Regions from separate parts of the Gossypium hirsutum genome. Here region 2 is linked to region 1. A link is a contact called in public Hi-C data. All regions are on one chromosome and are shown on one strand. The core of a region is the stretch at or near the end of the contact, and the rest is flanking DNA. Distances in the headings are between cores, read along the strand shown.

Region 1 (2,896 bases), core at 310-2,809:
TTATAGATAATATATTAAAGCTCTCCCTACCATTCACCATCGGTCCGTACTGATTGTGAGTGTCGGTATTACCCATAGGTTTTGGATTTAAGGATTGACCCATGATTTGACAGAAAAGAGAAAAAGAATTATACCAATTATAAAATTGGAAAAAGATTGTCTTTCATCTTTGGATCCTTATTCTTCCTTTTGTTTTTCTTTTTTATATTATTCAATTAAATTTGAAATTCTTACCTCCAACAAATAATGGGTCCATCAAAATAAATAAGCAATAAAAAATAGGAACCATTCTTTTACTTCCCTTTCATATATTCTAAAGATTTTACAATAGAAAAATGATTAAACGTTTAGATCCAATACTTACAATTACCATGTCTTTTGCCTTTAGACCCTAAATAGAAATTCTCTTTAACAATTAAAATAAAAAAAGGTCACTCTCAACTATAAGACATTAAAAAAAATAGTTTAATTACTAGTTGTCTTTCTGTCCCTTCAAGCTTTGTTGTACTTTTCTGGACATCGAAATTTTAGGGTTAAGAAATAGTAAAAATTTCTCTCCTACAGTTGTGAATTCGATTTTCACTCATATAAAATAATTTTAAAATTCTTGATTAATATTTATTTTTTAATAAATTTATAAAACGCAATAAAAAATCATTACTTAACAAAAACAGCACGTATTTTTATCGAATTCACTTTCCAAAATAATATCAAATGTTCTAAGTAAATTATAAATTAATTTTTTATTAAGTATATATATATTTAAAGGAAACAAGAAATTAAATTCCAGAAAAAAAATTACAACTTTTTTTATTCAGCTTCCCCAAATTTCATCAAGCAATAAGTAAACAGTGAAGCTTCACCTCTCCCAAATCTGGAAAGGATGAAAATAAAATAAAAACAAATTTAGGGAGAGACATTGGAAATTACAGTTTGCCATTGTCAGTGCTTCACTGCACAAAATCTGTTGCAGGATTTTTTAAACAGTGTCTCTTCACATCTTTTGATTGTACTAAACTAATACAATTAAGTGTCAATTTTTGGCCGTCACATCATTCTCTCACATAATACTCCTATAATATCCCATTATTAAAGTATTTTAAAACTTACTTTTAAGTAAAAGGTTAATGGATATTTTTTTTGTTTTTCATTATCTTTACTATATAAGTAAAAGATTTGGGAGGGCTACAAATGATAACGTAGTAATTATAGAATTTATTGCTAATTTATTCAAATATATATACAGTCATTTCTACAAAATAATGCCTCTTTCGAAAAGAGTAAAGGCCACTGTCAAATTCCATTTTCTTTTTAAATTATTATTTTATTTCACTTTTTTAAGTGACCGAGAGACTGAGAATAGAGTAGACTCTCCTTGCTGGCATGGGGTCAGTTTCAGTGTCAGGTGCCTAACTTTTAGCTTCAAGTTCTATTCAGATTATTGAAAATTAAATCCATTTACTAACATTTTGGTTTATTTTGATTGGGTGTTGTATATTGAGATAAGAAAAAAGAGTTTTTGTTTATCATTATTATTCATGACCCACGAAAAATAAAGAAAAAAGACCCCATGAACGGGCTGTAGGCAGGCAGAGCTCATGGAAATGGGTTCGGGCTCTTTGACAGACTCAGGTGGTTCTTCCTCCAACTCCTCCACTGAGTCACTCAACGGCTTGAAATTTGGTCAAAAAATCTATTTTGAGGATACATCAGCTGCTGGCACCGGTGGTGGTACGACCATGGGGACTCCACTCAAGTCAGGTATCGGGTCTTCAAGCTCATCCGGGTCGGGTAAGAAGGCCAGGGGTGGAGTGGTGCAAGGTGGTCAGCCTCCAAGATGTCAAGTAGAAGGGTGTAAAGTGGATCTGACTGATGCAAAAGCTTACTATTCAAGGCATAAGGTTTGTGGTATGCACTCTAAGGCAGCTAAAGTCATTGTTGCTGGTCTTGAGCAAAGATTTTGCCAGCAATGTAGCAGGTCTGCCTCCTCCATTTTGCTCCTTTCTTTTTCTTCCAATTTTCACCCTTTCCTTTGTAGTAGTAGTTCATTGAAGAGCTTGTAATGATTATTTTGTTAATTGTTATGAAAAGGGTCAGATTGTGGGTTCTTAGTACTTTGTGCTTGATGTTTTTGGTCCTTTGTGTTTGGATTTGCATGATGGAGATTATATTAGTGTAATATTTGGTTACTTATTTGGCTTTTGGCAACCTGTTTAGATTTTGCCACAATGTTGTATGGTCTGTTATTTAGGGACATATTTGGGAGGCTATTTAGTTGGAACTTGGTTCCATTTTGACACTGATCACTTCCTTTTGTGGTAATGAAGAGCATAGATTAGAATTTGTGGGATTATTGTGTGCTAATATGTCGTCAGATTATTAGTAGTTTAGGCATTGTATAAAATCGATGACCGATTTTAGAAATAGCAACCTACATTGACAGTTAAAATTAATTACTTCGAAACTGTTTAATTGTCTGCTTCATTATGCTGGAAAAAGGTGTTCCTTACATACTTGTTAGCAAAAAGAGGAATTATCCTTGGTTACATGCTCGACTGTTTCTCGTTCTTGTTGGGTTTGATTTTCCTTTGTGGTAGCATCTATCCAGATTTCATCAGCTTCCTGAATTTGACCAAAGGAAACGGAGTTGCCGTAGACGGTTAGCAGGTCACAATGAGCGACGGAGGAAACCACCACCGGGATCATTATTATCCTCTCGTTATATCCGGCTTTCTTCGTCTATTATCGGTTAGATTGTTGTCACATGTTGTTTTTGAAACTCTTCTTTGTATGGTAAATTGCAAGGGAATGACTTGCAGCTCCTGCTTTGTGTGTGAGAATTATGGTGTCCCCATTTGATGCTTATGATGCAGAAAGCAGCAGAGGTGGAAGCTTT
Region 2 (2,855 bases), core at 140-2,639, 260 kb after region 1:
ATTTATCATATGTTTCAAATTAAATGTAAAGATCCATTACTATTTGAATGACGTTGAGAATTTTATCTGAGATAAACTTTCAAATTACACAATAAATTCAATTTGCAATGCAATACTAAAATTTTGGTTTGTTTTAATTATATATATGAAATTTTAATTCATTTTCACTTACTAGTGACATTAAGCAAAAAGATTAATTCATTTTCATCTTTGGCTAAATATTATTTTTGTACTTTAAATAATGAGAGGAGTCTGGTTCAAGGAAAGTAAAATTAGTTTTGTAATAGGATTATAATACAAAATTTATAGAGCAGAATGTCAAATATGTTACATTACCTTATTTGGATAATTTAGTTGAAGTATAGGATTCAAGTGTTTGTTTGACAAATTGTAAGATTATCTAAAAATACATATTACTAAATAGACCTTGTTATAGAATTTGTTTTTTTTTTTAACAAATTTAGTTTTTAATATTTTTTAGTCTCAATTCTCATAAAATTACGAATCATTGTAATTCTTATTTTGTATTACAATTTATATATTAATGAGTAACCATATGATGTTAAAGTAAATATATAATTATTAATTATAATAATTCATAAAAAAAATGATTGTATCATCAATCATATTAAAATAATTAATATACTAATAAATAAATCATCACAATAAATATAATATAACGTCTACTATTCCATTGTTAAGAAAAAAAAAGGAATTTTTATTTTTTAATTAGACTTGTTTTTTTCGAAAAAAAAGATTAAAGTGATTAAAACAATAAAAAATAAAGGATAAATTGATCTAAAATTTAAAATTACACTTATAAACTAAAATTATTTAAAAAAAAAAAGAGTTTTAATGAGATTGAACCTTATATAAGGATATCTTTATACTAATTGAGCATTACGAGGTGATTGGAATGGTTAGGAATGAAGCTAGTAGCATACGAGTATACAATAGTTGATAAAAATCAAAGTTAAACATGTAATTACACGAAATCAAAACATATGTATTTTTGAATAAGAAAATGTACAAACTTGAAAATTATTCTAACTATTATCGGGTAAAGTTAATTAATCCATTTTAAAAATCAAATATTAATTATCGGAAAGTAACCGGCCCCGCCGTTTTTGCTCAGTCGGGAGATATCATGGCTTTTAACCATGTGGTCGTGGGTTCGATTCCCACAGACGGCGTCTATTTTTTTGTTATTCCACTGCTCATTTTCGGCTGGTTATTTGGGCTTTCATTACTTTTGTTCTCGAAAACGGGAAAAGAATGTCTTTACGTCCAACAAAATTGGGCCATTATTTTGGATTGGATCATGCAATCAAGCCCAAACCCGAAAGTCAGTTGGAAACTGAATTCACCATAAAAAACCCTAATCACTTGGAGTCAATGAATGCATCGTTTAGACGCCTCACTGAACATCAGCATCAGAGCGTAAGGGTTTAGAGAAGAATATGGCGGCCAAAAGGAAGACCCCCGTCAAGTCCCGAAACCCAGATCTCATTCGTGGCGTCGGCAAGTATTCCAGGTCTAAGATGTACCACAAGCGTGGCCTTTGGGCCATCAAGGCCAAAAACGGCGGCTTTTTTCCCCGCCATGACCCCAAACCTAAGGTCCCCGCCTCCGCCGAGAAACCCCCCAAGTTTTACCCTGCTGATCATGTCAAGAAGCCCCTTCTCAACAAGCGCAAGCCTAAACCCACCAAGCTCAGGTTCTTCTCTCTAATCATTATTTATTTGTTTTGTAGATATTTTAGAAGTTGCTACTTTCTTAATGTTGGATCATTTTTTTGGGGGGTTTAATTTGTTTAGAGCAAGCATTACGCCTGGGACGGTGCTGATTTTGTTGGCTGGTAGATTTATGGGGAAGAGAGTTGTTTTCTTAAAGCAACTTCCTTCTGGGCTTCTTTTGGTTACTGGTAACCATTTTTATCCTCTAACTTTTGTTTCATTTGCTGAATGTTTATTTGGAATTTGTTTTATGGAATGATATTATAGATACTAGACCCATATCTGAAAATTTTATTTTAACAAATTTCATAAAATGATATAACAACCCAAGTATGCCAAAGTTGAATTATTAAAAATTATCCTGTTTTGGCTTCAAATTTCTTTATCTGCAAATATGTTTCTAGAATCTGTATGAAAAAGACAAATTGTCCTCAAAATAATCTCTATTCTTCTTAAAATAAGAGAGTTGAGACCCGGTTGAAGAGTACCACAGACTCGGTAAAAATGTACACCCTTGTGTTTGAGAAAGTTTCAAATCATGCTTAACTCTACTATTTTTTTTTTAATAATGTCAATATCTGTAGTATGGACTCTGAATGCTTGAACTGATGTTTTTTCTATTGCTGTATTTTGGCTTTGGTTCTACTTCTACTTATATGTTAGATTCTATCATAATATATCCTGTTTAACATTCAATGGTCTGGTGTTTAAGTGCTGCGATCGTGAAATCATAACCTGAGATTTACTTGTATGCTAACTGTTTTGGTATCTATGATTGCCTCTCCTGGCTTAAGGAGGAGGCTCGGTTATCATTACTTGTTGGTTGTTTGAATTTCATGCTTTGCTCATATGTGGGGAACTTGTTTTCATTGTAGGACCGTTCAAGATTAATGGCGTTCCTTTAAGGCGTGTGAACCAATCCTATGTCATTGCGACTTCCAGTAAGGTTGACATCTCCGGAGTTAACGTAGAGAAGTTTGATGACAAGTACTTTGCCAAGGAAGTAGACAAGAAAACGAAGAAGAGCGAAGGGGAGTTTTTTGAAGCTGAAAAAGAGGTTAGTTATATTGCATTTACTATTATATAAGCTTGTCATAATTAAGCAAATCTGATTTGAGT

What was found. Hi-C and Micro-C count contacts between places; a contact is called where the count stands out from the background.
Region 2: a Hi-C map of leaf shows a contact between it and region 1, with 3 times the contacts expected there. The contact joins the promoter of LOC107888813 here to the promoter of LOC107938840 in region 1. A contact is called at or near these places in 2 of 34 Hi-C or Micro-C datasets (both in leaf).

The regions. Positions count from the first base shown.
Region 1 is chrA01:54,403,197-54,406,092 of Gossypium_hirsutum_v2.1, forward strand. LOC107938840 (squamosa promoter-binding-like protein 9) reads left to right here and starts at 1,560. Exons shown (of 3, transcript NM_001327421.1): 1 at 1,560-1,978; 2 at 2,609-2,748; 3 at 2,874-2,896. The coding sequence starts at 1,599.
Region 2 is chrA01:54,668,158-54,671,012 of Gossypium_hirsutum_v2.1, forward strand. LOC107888813 (60S ribosomal protein L6-1) reads left to right here and starts at 1,390. Exons shown (of 5, transcript XM_041111749.1): 1 at 1,390-1,717; 2 at 1,818-1,924; 3 at 2,612-2,793. The coding sequence starts at 1,461. TRNAK-UUU (transfer RNA lysine (anticodon UUU)) reads left to right here and starts at 1,121; the gene lies at 1,121-1,193.